Linked DNA regions of Mus musculus: region 1 is linked to region 2. Evidence: chromatin contacts called from public HiChIP or PLAC-seq data. All regions are on one chromosome and are shown on one strand. Each heading gives the region's core, a stretch centred on a gene start, on an enhancer-like site or on the middle of the called end of the contact. The rest is flanking DNA. Distances are from core to core; before and after follow the strand shown. Region 1 overlaps Rhoq (ras homolog family member Q). Region 2 holds the start of Atp6v1e2 (ATPase, H+ transporting, lysosomal V1 subunit E2).

Region 1 (7,074 bases), core at 3-2,502, 50 kb before region 2:
AACACTCTTGTCCAGTAGACTGTCCACTACCAAGTGGGGAGTGTGGTGCTTATATTTTAAAAACTCCTACAAAGCTCACATGCAAGACAGTACATCTAGATTTGTGACTGGTATGAACATTTAAGGCTGTCATTTTCAAGTATAAATGTTTAGTGTTCCATTACCCAATCTGTGCAATACACAAAGCTTAAGCACAAACCATGGAAGATAACAGAAGCTTGCTAAAGACAAGTCGTAGTTTAAGCAACTGCAAATTTGAACCTAAAGAAGGCTGGTAAGAATGCCTGGGTTAGAATCTGCTTCCCTCCACTGCAGGAGGTGGTTCCCATGGGAGCTTTGTCTACACTACTGTCTGTTGCATGGCATTTAGAATAAGGCAGATCCATAGCAGACCGAAGAAGAAAGCCAAATGAGGTTCCAGCCAGTTAGTAAGATGGTTTGCCTGCAGTACACTTTGATGGCCTATTCCCCGGAGAAGGGTTAGAAATGGCTGCGGTACACCAAATAAGCTTTACAAAGGAGCATGAAAGTTTGTTTCCAAGACGTTCCACACATACCCTGTCTGTGGCATTACAAAGAAAAGTCACCATTATTATCTCTGGCTTAGTGAAATGTAGCGTGGCTGGAGGAAGGGTCTTGGGAAGGCAGCAGTGCTCTGCTCGCCTCTCACTAGGTGTGTGCGTAAGCTGTGGGTTGTGCCTTCTGCTGTGGATGTGCTAGCTGCAGCTCCAAGCGGACATCAGTTTTACTATGGAAGCAGATATCCACAAATCCCACAGGACGCGCTTAGATTCCAGGTCTTCCCTCTGACACGACTGAGAGTTTCTGAGAATCGGTCAGCCTATACACTTACTTCATTTGATGTATACAGCCAATGTGGGAATTAGAAAATGGCCAACTAATTCAGAGAGCTAAACTGAGTTCAGGATTATGGCAAACTATGACCCAATTTTTAAACGTTACTTTAGCATGTATTTCATGCAATTTGGATAACATCAAACTAAAATCTACAGTTGCCAGAAGCCTTGTTACTGTTTAATGCACATTAACTAAAATGTGTACATTTTTAGTGTTCATGATCAAAGCAGTTATGATCTATTCAACTTGGCATTCTTTAAGAAAGCACACTAAGCTTCACTATAGAAAGGTTTGTGTTACACTTCATTTGTGCTCAAGTATAATAAAGCATCGGTTGGTTTAGATCTCAATTCTTTCCTCAGGTGTGGCCCATCTCCTGTACACTCGGAGCGACCTTTGGCTACGTGGCTGGCCTGGTTATCTCGCCACTCTGGATCTACTGGAATAGAAAGCAGCTTACATACAAGAACAATTAAGAGGAGAAAGGAGAGAAGTTATTTCTCTGTGCAGATTCCATAAGGGCTGTGCAGAAGTTACATGGTCCAAGCCGGGCAGTCCATTTACAGCACTGTTGTTTTCTAAATGTCATTTCAACATGATGTGATTGTAGCTTTTTAACTATGAAACCCCTGAGAGATTGTACCTTCTAGTTGAAATAAAGTATTTATAGTAGATTGTGGCTTCAGATGCTGTTCGCTGCCGCTTAGACCTTTCTGAAACATTCTCAATGAACTCTGTAGAATGCTGAGGACAGGTTCCCTCCCTCCTCAAGTTAAACTGCTTCACTGTAAGAGGTCAGGATAGCGCTGTAGCATTTCAAATGCTTTCTGGGAGAAATGGACAGTTTCCTTGGCCACTAAAGATGTTTCTCACGTAATCAAACAACAGTTTATACATCTTGATCCTATTCTTTTTTTTACTGTGTGTTTCTTTGGAGTTAAAATGGCTATGATAGCCTCATCAAACACAGTCTTCAAACCCTTCTGGGTTAAAGCTGAACACTCCACATAGCAGCATGCACCTATCTGGGAAGGAGGGAAAAAGCCACAGTTACATCAAGGTTTTATACAACTCAGTAACAACACGTTAAAAATATAGCTATATAGAAAGAACCTTATTATGCATCTTCACAATTCCCAGAGGGAGACGGTTGTTAAAATACTAGTGTATGGCCTTCTGGATTTCTTTATGGAAAACTCATTCATCAAATATTAGATAATCGATATATGTTAAGGTCCTGGGGACATGTCAAGGTGTCCTACTGTGTGGCCAGAAAAGGTATACAGAGTAGACACTGGTGATTGCTGGGACAAAGAGCAGCGGGAAACAGGAGGAGGGTGAAGGCCGAACAGTGAGGGGTCCTGAGGAGTTCAAACCCGAGACTGATGCGGGAGATGCTTGCCATATCTAAGATGCAGTTAAAAAGCCAAGGGTAGGCAAGAACACTGCTTTCCCTGTGTAGACCTTAGTCGTTTCCTTGACTGGTTGACTGTCAGGGTTGCTGGGCTGCTCCATCCCTTAATTTATCTCCCTGGCTTCTTCAGTCTACACATTCCCTTCTGGCACTCTAAACTCTGTGCTCACTCCTTTACGGTCTCCTAAGAGCACGGTAGGGTCTTAACGTGTTCTACTGGGTTGTTAGACCTGCCGAGTAAGAAAACACAATTTCTTTTGTTTGCTGGCTTGCTTTTTGAGACAGTTTCCCTATGTAGCCCTGGCTGTCCTCAAACTTACTCTATAGACCAGCTAGCCTTGAACTCACAGAGCTCCACCTTCCTCTGCCCCCTGAGTGCTGAAATTAAAGGCCTATGCCCCTATGCCTAGCTAGAACACACAGTTTCTATTCTTTCTCCTTGGAGTTTCCTCAGACTTGGTGACTTCGGATGAATGTTCTTAGCACTTTTCCACTAGGGTCTATGCCATCTTCTGATTAAATCATTTTATGGTTAATGCCCTACACAGCAATCTGATTACTAATATCCAGTGTAATAGCACGTATTTATGTACTGAGATAACCTGCATTTATAACTTTTGCTTTTATGCATTTAGAAATTACTCCTTTCTCCAAGATTATAAAATCAACGCGAGGAATTCCTGGAGTTGGTGAAATCATTTCTCTTTCCTTGGGGAAATGCTGTCCTCCAGAAAGTTCTCTCGCTTCTTCCTATCTCCTCATAACACAGTTTAAAAGACCTTATTAGATTGCACTTACACAAAAATCCTACTAAAGCCAAAACAGGAAAAATAAAAAAAGAATTAGAGGAATTCAGTAATCTTATAGTCAGTCATATGAAGTGGAAAAGAATCTACCTTTGGGGTAAGGAATAATGTAAATTTAATTAAAAGGCATTATATGTATCTAAATATTTTGTAGAAAACTACCCATAATTTTCTCTGTAACCATAGATTTACATTGTTACCTAATGTCACTTCAACTGCACCTGCAGGCGTGTAAGCTGAAAGCAGAGCCTAATTTGGCACAGTACAAATGTTTAAATAATTAAGAAGGATGTGAAGTCTCCGCCTCTGCCTCGGCTACCTCCTACAGGTGCCTTTAAAGTCATAGTTGTCAGCTTAGCACAGGTGGACAAACATTCAAGCTGGAAGCTCAGCTCTGCCATTTTTTACTGAAAAGTCTCTGGCTCCTGTTACTTAAAGGGTCCCATTCTTTCTTGTCTACAGCCAGGGAAGCAGACCTTCCTCGTGTCAGTGCAGAGCTGATGGGGGTCTGAGAGAGAAACACTCAATAGGGCTGGGACCTGAGGCACAGCAGTGCTCTAGCCTAGCCCTCATCTTCACATCTGCGTTAAGCCCAGCAGGGATTCATTACCTCTTTTGCTAGTTTCTGTCCTTGTTCCACACAGACAGGTTTTTCTTTCATGTCATTCAGTCTTGCTAAAGTTTTGGGGTCATCTCGGAGATCAATCTAATTAAGAAAGATCAATAATGTCCTATAATATGTATTTTAAAAGAAACCAATGCATATAGTCCCATTTAGTCTTCACATATTAAAAAAATACACAAAATAAGATTTTAAAGATACAAATACAATTTGGGGGAATTATTTTAATGTAGAAGTAGGAGAGGAATTGCCCATTTGAAACTTACTTAACACATCACTTGCTAGTCACAGGGTCTTGCTTGAGAGCAATCCCTCCTAGCTAACTATAGACCTTCTTAAATGAGTAAAATCAAAGCAGACACACCTGAGTTCCTATTAACAAGAAGGGGACGTTTGGCGCATATTCCTTTAGCTCTGGTACCCACTCTTCCTTTACATTTTGAAACGAGGCTGGATTTACCACGGAGAAGCATATGAGGAAGACGTCAGTCATGGGGTAAGATAAAGGCCTCAGACGATCATAGTCTTCCTGTGGGGGGGGGGGGGGGGAGGGAAAGTCATTATTTATACTTACCGGTCCACAGATTAATAGCGATAACTATGTTAGATTACAGGGTCAAAAGAACAACCAGGAATGTATCTGTCTCTCTGTGAAGTGAGGTGATTCCACTTGGCTTTGGTTTTCTTCCTTTTTTTCAATAATAATTTAAAAAAATAATACAATTAACAAATCAAATAAAAATGAAGAAAACAGAGGGCTGTGGTGCACACTGCTATAACTCCAGCATTCTGGGGGCGAAGAGAGATGAGGAATTCAGTCAGCCTGGGCTACACAGTGAGATCCCATAGCAAAACATACAAAGAAACACACACACGGGGGCAGGAGGCAATACACTGTGACTCCTGTAGCTCTCACTGACAAGTCTGCACAGAGAACCGAGGCGGGCTCTACACTTAAGTATTCTACTATAATAACATACACTGAAATGTACCGCAAGTATTACAGTAGTACAGGCCTTGACCAACATGGTCTCATGGACTTCATCCTTAAAACTGGATGACTCACATACAGACATGGAAGGAAAAGAACCTGTAAGGACGGACAGCCATAGTAAAGATGCTAGGCTTTAAACTGGGGGCTGGAGTGCGGGGCAGTGCCAGGGTTTGTTGGTGGTGGTTTTGGTTTGGTTCTTTGTTTTTTGTTTTTGGGTTTGTTTGGTTGGTTTTTTTTTCATGTATACTCCCAGAACTGCAGACATTCTTATAGCTACACATGTGATCAAACGATGCCTTCTGCTCTGTGACTACCTTGTGTGGTCTGTCTTGGCAAACTTTCCACACCCACCAAAATATGCTAGACTGTTGTATGGGTTAAACAGCTGCTTCATGACTCTCTTCCTGATAGGTGCTTCAGTCGCTGCCACAAAATGCAGCGACTAACTCATTGTGCATGGACTGTTTTACGTGACACAATACATTCTAGCAAGAGAATGGAGTCAGGGGTCCATTTCTGCCATGGCTGGAGGCGTCTGGTTTCATGGAAACTGGTTTTGGTATAGACCACCTTCTTAAATGACCCACTTCACTACTAGAACAATATAAACATGGAGCTATGAGAGTAATTTCAAAGATGCATTTAGTTTCTGCCTCATTATTTTCCTACTGAAGTACATTCCTTTCATGTCACCTGACACTTTTCTCACCATAATTTTCAATTCCAGCAACTCTCATTTTCCTTGCGAGGGATCAGTTCCAAACTCCCTGTGATATCAAAATCAGCAGCCGCTCCAAGCCCCTTCTTTAATATGGTGCTGTTACTTATATGTAACCTAGACACCCTTGTATACATCTTAAATTGCTGATACATTGTTTATAGTACCCAGTAAAACACAAAGAGTTGTCTTATTATATTTCTTAGTGTCCTGGCTAGTTTTTTTTTTTTCAAACATTTATTTATTTTTATTATATGTAAGTACACTGTAGTTGTTTTCAGACCCTCCAGAAGAGGGAGTCAGATCTCATTACGGATGGTTGTGAGCCACCATGTGGTTGCTGGGATTTGAACTTTGGACCTTCAGAAGAGCAGTTGGGTGCTCTTACCCACTGAGCCATCTCACCAGCCCTCCTGGCTAGTTTTAAGCCAGCTTCACCAAGCTAGGGTCACTGGATGGGAGGGAGCCTCAATTAAGAAAATGCCTAAAATGGTGCTGTTGGACATTTTCTTAATTAGTGACTGATGGGACCATCCCTTGGCTGGTGGTCCTGGGTTCTATAAGAAAGGCTGAGCAAGCCATGAGGAGCAAGCCAGCAAGCAGCCCTCCTCCATAGCCTCTACATCACCTCCTGCCTCCAGATCCCTGCCCTGCTTAAAATCCTGTCCTGGCTTGCTTCCGTGATGAGCAGCAATAGTAAAATGTGAGCCAAATAAACTCTTTGCTCCCCAACATGCATTTTGGTCACAGTGTTTCACTGCAGCACTAGAAACTCTAAGTAAGACACTTGGGAAATAAGAGCAGGATAAAGATCTGCACATGCTATGTATATTTTCACTAAATGTTTTCAATCCACAGTTGGTTGAAATTTCATAGTTGGCTATGAAATCTGTAGACACGAACGAAGGGCAGAGTGTGTAAAGTGGAACTTGTTACGCAGTGTGTATATCTCTCTCTGTGTCTCGTCGATTTAGTCTTTCCAATGACAATGTACTCTAGGCAGCTTTATTCATGTTGCTGACAGTAACTCTATAGTCAGGACAATAGGAAAATGCCATCCCCCACCTCCATGATCTTTATGTTTCTCCTTCCTTCCTTCTTTCTTCTTTTTTTTTTTTTTCATGTGCATGGGTGTTTTGCCTGTATATACCTAATGCCCACCAAGCCAGGGAAGGTGTCAGATGCCCTGGGTCTGTAGTTACACATAGCTTTGAGCCAGCATGTAGATGCTCTACAAGAACCACTATTGCTCTTAACCGCCAAGCCATCTTTCCAGGCCAAGCCTTTACGTTCAGTGTGGAAGTCGCTACTTGCATTTAACTACCTCTGTGCCCTGGGTTTAGAAGTCAGGCCATAGGCAGTAGTGTGGTTAAGTGCCCAGTTTGTTGCTCTTGTGCTGTCCTCCTTTAACTCCTTCTCCTACTCTGGTTATTTTCGGGAAGTAGTGAGGGACTGCTAGGGAAGGGTAAGAGACCCAGGGAGAAAGGAGGACAAGAGATGACCGTTGGGAGGGTGGATACAACCAAAATATAAATAACTGTATGTATGGAAATGTCACAACAAAACATGATTTTCAAGTATAATGTGTGGGGGCTGGCGAGCTGGCTCAGGGGTTAAAAGCGCTTGTTGCTCCTGCAGGGGACCCAGGTTCCATTCTCAGTC
Region 2 (7,155 bases), core at 4,359-6,858:
TTTATAGGGGGCACTATGTCTTCACCAGCCAGCTATTCATGTGTGTACTCCGTGACATGCTGACCTCCATGGGAAGCAAAGAAATGAGGAAAGAAAAGGGGAGGGGGCTGGAGAGATGACTTAGCGGTTAAGAGCACTGGCTGCTCTTCCAGAGGTTCTGAGTTCAATTCCCAGCAACCACATGGTGGCTCACAACCATCAATAATGGGATCTAATGCCCTCTTCTGGTGTGTCTGAAGAGAGTGACTTGACCATGTACTCACAGGAGAGGGGGGGGGGAAGGGGAAGGAAGGGGAAGGGAGGAAGGGAGGAAGGAAGGAAGGAAGGAAGGAAGGAAGGAAGGAAGGAAGGAAGGAAGGAAGGAAGAAAAGGGGAAATAGTGAAATAGCTCCGCTCACACTACCTGAAGAGATCCTGGACGTGCTTGGGACAATGTGGAAAAGACATTTATATTCTCTTCCTTGCAAACCAGAACTCTCCCTGTGAAGAAGGTTGAGCTGTGTCTCTGAAAAGACACATGAGGAGAGTGAATTTGGTGACAGAGCAGTGCCACCTAAGGCTGTGGGCTAATAACAGGTGTGGCTGCCATGTGTCTCTGAGGCTAAATACTTGTGTTCCTTCCCGACGCCATTCTCAGCTTGCAGACTAGACTCTCAGGAGTGCCCTAGAGACTTCCTCATGACCCAGGTCCACTTCCCCACAGGTGGTTAGAGGAGTCTGGTTCTGTGAGGGTCAGAGGGAGGGACCTTGGGGCCGAGGCCAGGGAAGCTATGCTTTGCAATATCAAACTCACACAGCACTCTCCAAAGCTTGTTCAAAGTTTGCTTTTTTTAAATTTTTTTTTTCAGTTCCTTGTGAGGGTGGCAGACTACTCATCAGCATCTCTCTTTTACAGATGGGACATCTGACCCTGCGCTGTCACGACACAATCTACAGTCACCTAGAAAGAGGCAACTCAATTACCAATCCTCAGATGGTTTTTAGAAGAAGCTAAGTTGTGGATTCTTAATGTAAATTATTTTAGCAGAAATGTTTCCTGTCCTTGGCTGGCTCACTCTTCCCTTTTCTGCATGGCCCCTACAGGCATTTCACTTCCTGCAGCCTGGATCAGAGCTTGCTTAGCCGCTGGGCTGAAGTCTCCAAGACTTTTCAGACTCTTTCTCTCCAGGAGTGGACTTTTACTTCCGGATCTAATGAGTGTGCTCTCCTACTTTCCCTCCTCCCAGCTTGCTCCTGAGAGAGAACACCATGGCATGTGGTTCCTGCTGTTCCCCAGCCACACCTGCAGCCTAGCTGCTCTCCCCTGTGAGGCCTGCATCCAAGTGTCAAATCTGATAGTTTGTAGCTCTCTTCCCCTCTCATTCCTGATAGCTTGTTTCTCATTCCTGGCCTCATCTGTATACACCACCTAACTGCTTTATCACCTTCTGCCTCTGCCACTACCTGGGGGGAATCTTCCTAGACCAGTGTTTGGGCAAATTATAATCCTGTTTGGAAGCCACAGGGTCTGTCACTCAACTGAAACCTCTAGCTGTGTTGTCTGTGTTTCACCTTTCCCTGTCTCCTTTCTCACCTTGAGTGGCAGATACCTTTCCACACATTGTAGCCAGAGGCCTTTCTGGGCGGCTCAAGTCACTCCTAAAAACTGGGTCTTCCAAGAGGGTAGTGAGGAATAGCCTAATGTGAGTAGCCTATGCTGTCACCTGAAGCTGTGACGTCCCAATCCATGCTGCTGTTATGTCTGGATCAGTGGCCCTGCAGCAGCATCAAGAGTCTGTGTTAATGTTTGTGGCTCCTGACCCACCCACCAAAGGCCATGTGGATACCCCTGGTCTGGACTGCTTGCCTAGACCATGTTGATGTCCCAAGACTGCATAGACCTGCCCCTGCCCCTGCCCCTCGTCTGGGCAGTGCAGAAGAGCCCGGCCCTGATGGCATGGGTGCAGGAGATTTGACCAACTCAGCCACCACCCGGGTCTAGATCCAGGGCTTTGAGATGGCCCACCCCAACATCTACCCCATCTATGATCTGCTGGAGCGAATGCAGACGCTGCTGGTTCCACAGATCCAAAGCTGCAGGATCTCCATGACACGGGGCAACAACAGAATATCATCCAAGAGGAGTCCTGGGGAGGATCCAGTGTGAGTTTGGAAGCACAGCACAATGACTTGACTAATGACTCATTACAACGAACGTTTGCAGTGAAGCAAAAGAGTGTACTGTGGGCGCACCACAACTTCCATTCGAGATGGTTTTTGTTATTATTATTATTTATATTTCTTTGTGTTTTCTTTTGAGGGAGGGGAGGTTGCAAGTGCAGAGAGCAGATATGGGGGGACAGAGAGATGAATAGAATTGGGGTGCATGATGTGAAAGTCACGAAGAACCAATGGAAAGTTGAGAGAGAGAGAGAGAGAGAGAGAGAGAGAGAGAGAGAGAGAGAGAATTGGGTCTCTATGAAGTCTTGACCATTCCTATCAATTTGGATACATTCTCAATTGTGACTTCTACCCATGTCCTATCTTTTCCAGATGACTTACTCCAAATTAAGGCACTGTGCTGGATCCCCTGAAACCTCATTTTGGGGGATAGGGGTCTGAGTGTCTGTCTCTAAAGGTCTGCGCATCCTTCCATTTACACTCCTCCTCTTGCCTCCCCCAGTTGTATTTTACTGCCAACACCCAAACTTTTGAAACCACGCGCTTGAAGGCTGAGCTGTCTGCAGGGCCGCACACTAACAGAACCTGGGATGGGCTTGGGTGGGGACTGAGCCTAGGGCCCTTCATCCATGCAGCTCTATGACATTGCGGGGGCACAGCCCTCTGGTCTGGGATTTCCAGCTTACAAATTGAGTCTCCCATCACACCAAGGCTTTGGGAACCAGAGCTGGCATCTGCTCTATTGCCTGTTCTGTTACCTATCCCTGCACAGTGGCTCGCACAGTGGCTCACACACTGCTCAGCCAGTATTTGCTGAAAGACAGAGAAGGGGATGCCCCCCACCATGTATTTAATTCTGAAACCACCCCCAAAGAATTTCCTAAATTTCTTCACCTACTTCTTGGGCCCTACATGTTGCCCCATGCTTCAAGCCCTGGGAAACCCCCTTCCTTTTGTTACTTGGCAATCCCTAAGTGTCTGGACACTGGAGGCTGGTCCTGCTTCCCTTTTGAAGGGGTAGAAAGACCATGCCATGGGCATCTGACCTCAGGCATGCTTACAGGCACAGCCGGGATGAAGGACGGTTGCTTCAGGACCTGGGTGAGGTTCCTGGCTTCCTCTTCGGTGCAGATTTCCTCACTCTCCTAGGATGGACACGGCTTCCCGTGGGTGAGGGCCTAAAGAAAAAGAGACTTCCAAGCTTAGACTTCCTCCTAGGACCTTTCCCATAGCCACAAATACAAAATCATGAGTTCTGAAACGTCCCCTCCGTGGTCACGATAGGGCCTTCTGTGGGGCTGTCAGCATTCCTTGTTAAAAGATTCATTTCTTTCTTTTGCGTGTTGGTATGAACATGCCATGCACATTATCTGAAGGCAGGGGACAACTTGTGGGGGTCTGCTCTCTGCTTCCATCGTGTGGCCCTTAGGGACTGAACTCAGGTCATCAGGTTTGGTGGCAGCCACCTTTACCTACTGAGGGGTCTTGGAGACCCTTTATCCTTCATTTCTTGACTTGAGCGATAGTTTCCAAGTATTTGCCTGGTAATAACTCATTAAACTGCACATTTGCATTCTGTGTACTTTTTCTGAATGTATGTTGTAATTTGCAATGTAGGAAGATGAGAGAGAGAGAGAGAGAGAGAGAGAGAGAGAGAGAGAGAGAGATTGGAGAGAGCATTTTTCCTGACTCCAAGTCCGATCAGTGAAGCAGCATCCATCTGCACCTGCCTCGATGGGGTCCCCGGACCTGGGCTCAGCTCTGAGTTGTCACTGTCCCCACTGAGACACAAACACTTCCACACAAAGTAAGTTAGTTTTTAAACAAGGAATGTTGGCCGCACTGCGGTCGTCCTTACTGTCACTGACTGTGGAGGGCACATTTCAGAATTCGTGATTTTATATTTGTGGGTGTCATTTTAAAGAGGAGCCCAGAGGCCCAAGAAGCAGTGTGACTCAAACTAGATCCGAAAGTGAAGGTGAGATTTAGACAAGTGAACATTTTACTTGAGGGAGCAGTGTGAACAAACATTGCTAAGTGGAACTGGACTTGTGCATTTGGGGTCTGAAGCAGCAAAGAGACCCTGCTATTGTGTGTGGGGTAGATGCTGGGAGTTATGTGTGCCTTAGAGATCTGATCTGCTGGGCAAATGCCACTTCCAAGGCCTTGTGCAAAAGCAATCATGAGGTTTCTCAGTTTGGTTTGCTGTTTTGCTTAAATCACAGGCCAGTGTGAGCTCATAATCTCTGTCCCAGACAGGCAGAAAGTTACATCTGCCAGACACGTGACCTGGATACCGAGTTCCTGTAGACACATTTGCTCCAGCCCCGAATTTCAGCCCGGCCCATCCAGGCCTGAATTTCAGCCCAGTCCACCCCACAGCTGCTTCCAAGTCCAGTACCAACGAATGCTGGTGCCCAGGGAGGGAGCCACAAGGCTTGTGGACTGCAGCATCAGGAAGGGGGAATTGCAACTAGCTATGAGATGATCCACCCTCACCCCCAGACCAGGGCCTCGGAATTCAGAACTTTACCCACTATTTCTGAGAGTCTGGCTGTGTCTGGACTGGGGACAAGGACACCGAGACATGTTAGAAGAGTCCGTGAACTCCAGACAGGGTTACTAAGTTTAACAAGGAGGCCAAGCTAGTGAGAGTCAGGTCTGCTCTAGATCCTTTATGTTCAAACAGGGGCTGCAATGTGAAGCGGCAAATAGGGTTGTCCGAGGCAATTAGCGTCCACGAAGACCGACTCTGCGTACCACTATGATAAACCCTCCCTTTCATTTAAGGCCACGCTATGTAGATGCTGTCACGTTCCATTATACTCCTGAGGAAGCTGGGGGGGCTGGGGGAGGGGATCCGGCTGCTTCAGCAAAATCACATGCGTGGTCAGTGAAGAGCGGGGTGGGAGCTTCAGGCAGCCTCACTGTGGAGCCTGCACGGTGGAAGCTGGCCCTGTCTGGGCATGGAGAAGTGCCTCCACCATGAAAAGAAGCCCAGCAGCCTGTGATAGGAGTGCTCTCTTAAAGACCATCTGGTGAATTGTCGTTAGACGGCTTTCTCATTAAACAGCCTTCCGATTTGGCTCCACAGGCCAAATAAGAGAGGCCATGACCCACCAGCACGGCAGCTGTATTTTTCATTAGTAAATTAATAAACTGGCTGACTGGGTCTGTACACATGTCAGTTAAGGGAAGCCCACCCCAGAGTGGGGCCAACTCTGTGCCTACTTAATTGAGATTCTGAGCGTGAAAGACAAGCCCAGCCACAGTCCAGGTGCCAAGGAACCCTCTCTCGGACTCTTTGTGGCAGAGCTGGCCAGCCCTCCGAAGGGGTAGACTGGCTCTGTGAATTCGAGCTGCCTGGTCAGACGGCCGTAATCATCTGTTCAGAAGGGTCCGCAGTGCCAGGTTCCAGTGAGCGTTCCAAATTCCACATTCTGTGTCAGACTCCCGGCGCCAGACCAAAGGCAGCTCCTGGCATGGAAGTGGTAAGGGCTCAGCTAGAGTGTCTATTCCTCCACACATGTCCGGGTGTCCGACATTTCACACCCCTTACCCTTCATCTAGGGTGGCTCCCAAAGTTGGTGACCTTTGGAGTTACTCAGGGAGCCTTTTTTTTTTTTTTTTTTTTAAAGACAGGGTTTCTCTGTATAGCCCTGGCTGCCCTGGAACTCACTTTGTAGACCAGGCTGGCTTCGAACTCAGAAATCTGCCTGCCTCTGCCTCCTGAGTGCTGGGTGCGCCACCACGTCCGGCTTTCGGGGAGCCTTTTAAAACTTATTTCATCGATATGTCTTGTGTAGGAGCAGGGAGTGTTTTTGCTCTAGTCATAAAAAACCTTAGTTTTCAAAAGTATACCTCCAAATAACATAAGATAAATAATATGCTTTTCAGAAAGATTATCTGATTTAGGAACTTGCTACGTGGGTCTAGTCAGCCTGGGACTTACTCTGTGGAAAGGCTGGCATTAGATTCACAGAGATCTGCCTGCCTCTGCCCACCAGGAGCTGGGATCAGAGGCTTGAGCTGCCACACCTGGCTGTTTTGAGAATTTAAAATTACGTGAATGTGTATCAGGGCACAGGTGTGAAGCTAAAGGAAAACTGACCAGAGCTGGGGTCTTCCACCATGTGCGTGCCGTGGATTGAACTCAGATCCTCAGGCTTGGTGGCAAGTGCTGTTACCCACGGAGCCATCTTAGTAGTCCTGCTTATGCTTTGAATATCTTTCTAATTCAATTGTTCTTTAGCTCTAAAAAATTATTTAGTCCTTTTTATATTTTGGATATTCTTATTTTGTTCATATATTTTCCTGAGCCTGATGAGATTTGAGTTTTTAAATCAATTTCTTTGATAATTTCATATATGTATATAATACATTCTGCTCACAGGTATCCCTTCACCCTCCTTACGCTCTGTGCCCACACCTCCCACTGTGCCTCCTGTCCTCTCACCAAAGCGTCACCATATTTTCTTGACTTTTAGTTTTGTTGATTTTACTTTGTTTTTTGTTTTGTGACCCACTGAGTTTAACCAGATCACTCACGTGGGTGTGGATGGAGTGATGTCACTCGTGGGTGGCGGCATCACTAAAGAAATGACTTTCTGTCCTGCAGCAGGTCAGGCTTCCGCTAGCTTCCCTGGGTGTGTGGGACCCCACTGACCCCTCCTCTGTCTAAGACCGAATGCTCGTGAGTTCAGTCTTAGGTGGGCCCCATACAGGCAACTACAGCGGTTGTAAGCTCACTAGTGCCTTGGCCGTATCATGCCATTGGGACAGCATTTTATGGCCCGAGTAGGGAAGATCTTTTAACGTCTTCTGTTTTCATTTTTGGTTATTTGTTTTTGTGGGTTTTTTTTTTTTTTTTTTTTTTTGGTGTGTTTTGTTTGATTTTGGTGTGCAAGGATAAAAGCCAGGGTCAAGGGCTTATTAAGTAAATGCTCTACCAGGATTTTCCTCCTCCTCTTCCTTTCCTTCCTCCTTTTCCTCCTC

Evidence for each region. HiChIP or PLAC-seq counts read pairs in DNA pulled down with a chosen protein or histone mark.
Region 1: a contact with region 2 is called in an H3K4me3 HiChIP or PLAC-seq map of intestinal villus epithelium, with 8 read pairs. The contact joins the enhancer-like site here to the promoter of Atp6v1e2 in region 2. A contact is called at or near these places in 4 of 39 promoter capture datasets (the C10 cell line, hematopoietic stem and progenitor cells, macrophages and 1 more), 4 of 484 Hi-C or Micro-C datasets (the BV-2 cell line, bone marrow-derived macrophages, natural killer cells and 1 more), 4 of 115 datasets of contacts at active chromatin or transcription factors (embryonic stem cells, heart atrium, intestinal villus epithelium and 1 more) and 3 of 9 other capture datasets (adipose tissue, embryonic stem cells and liver).

The regions. Positions count from the first base shown.
Region 1 is chr17:86,991,714-86,998,787 of GRCm38.p6, reverse strand. It overlaps Rhoq (ras homolog family member Q), which reads right to left. Exons shown (of 5, transcript NM_145491.2): 3 at 4,065-4,229; 4 at 3,689-3,784; 5 at 1-1,883. The coding sequence ends at 1,728. It overlaps Pigf (phosphatidylinositol glycan anchor biosynthesis, class F), which reads left to right. Exons shown (of 6, transcript NM_008838.1): 6 at 1,221-1,529. The coding sequence ends at 1,334. Among named protein-coding and RNA genes, the nearest start is that of Pigf, 30 kb to the left of the region's middle. Within about 2 kb of position 1,252, at least 5 of the 459 cell types and tissues checked have an H3K27ac peak or open chromatin away from gene starts, as enhancers often do. A contact at or near this core is called in intestinal villus epithelium, where this site is marked.
Region 2 is chr17:86,946,340-86,953,494 of GRCm38.p6, reverse strand. It overlaps Atp6v1e2 (ATPase, H+ transporting, lysosomal V1 subunit E2), which reads left to right and starts at 5,608. Exons shown (of 2, transcript NM_029121.3): 1 at 5,608-5,651. It overlaps LOC115488765 (hapless 2-like), which reads right to left and starts at 3,084. Exons shown (of 3, transcript XM_030250169.1): 1 at 3,059-3,084. The coding sequence starts at 3,084.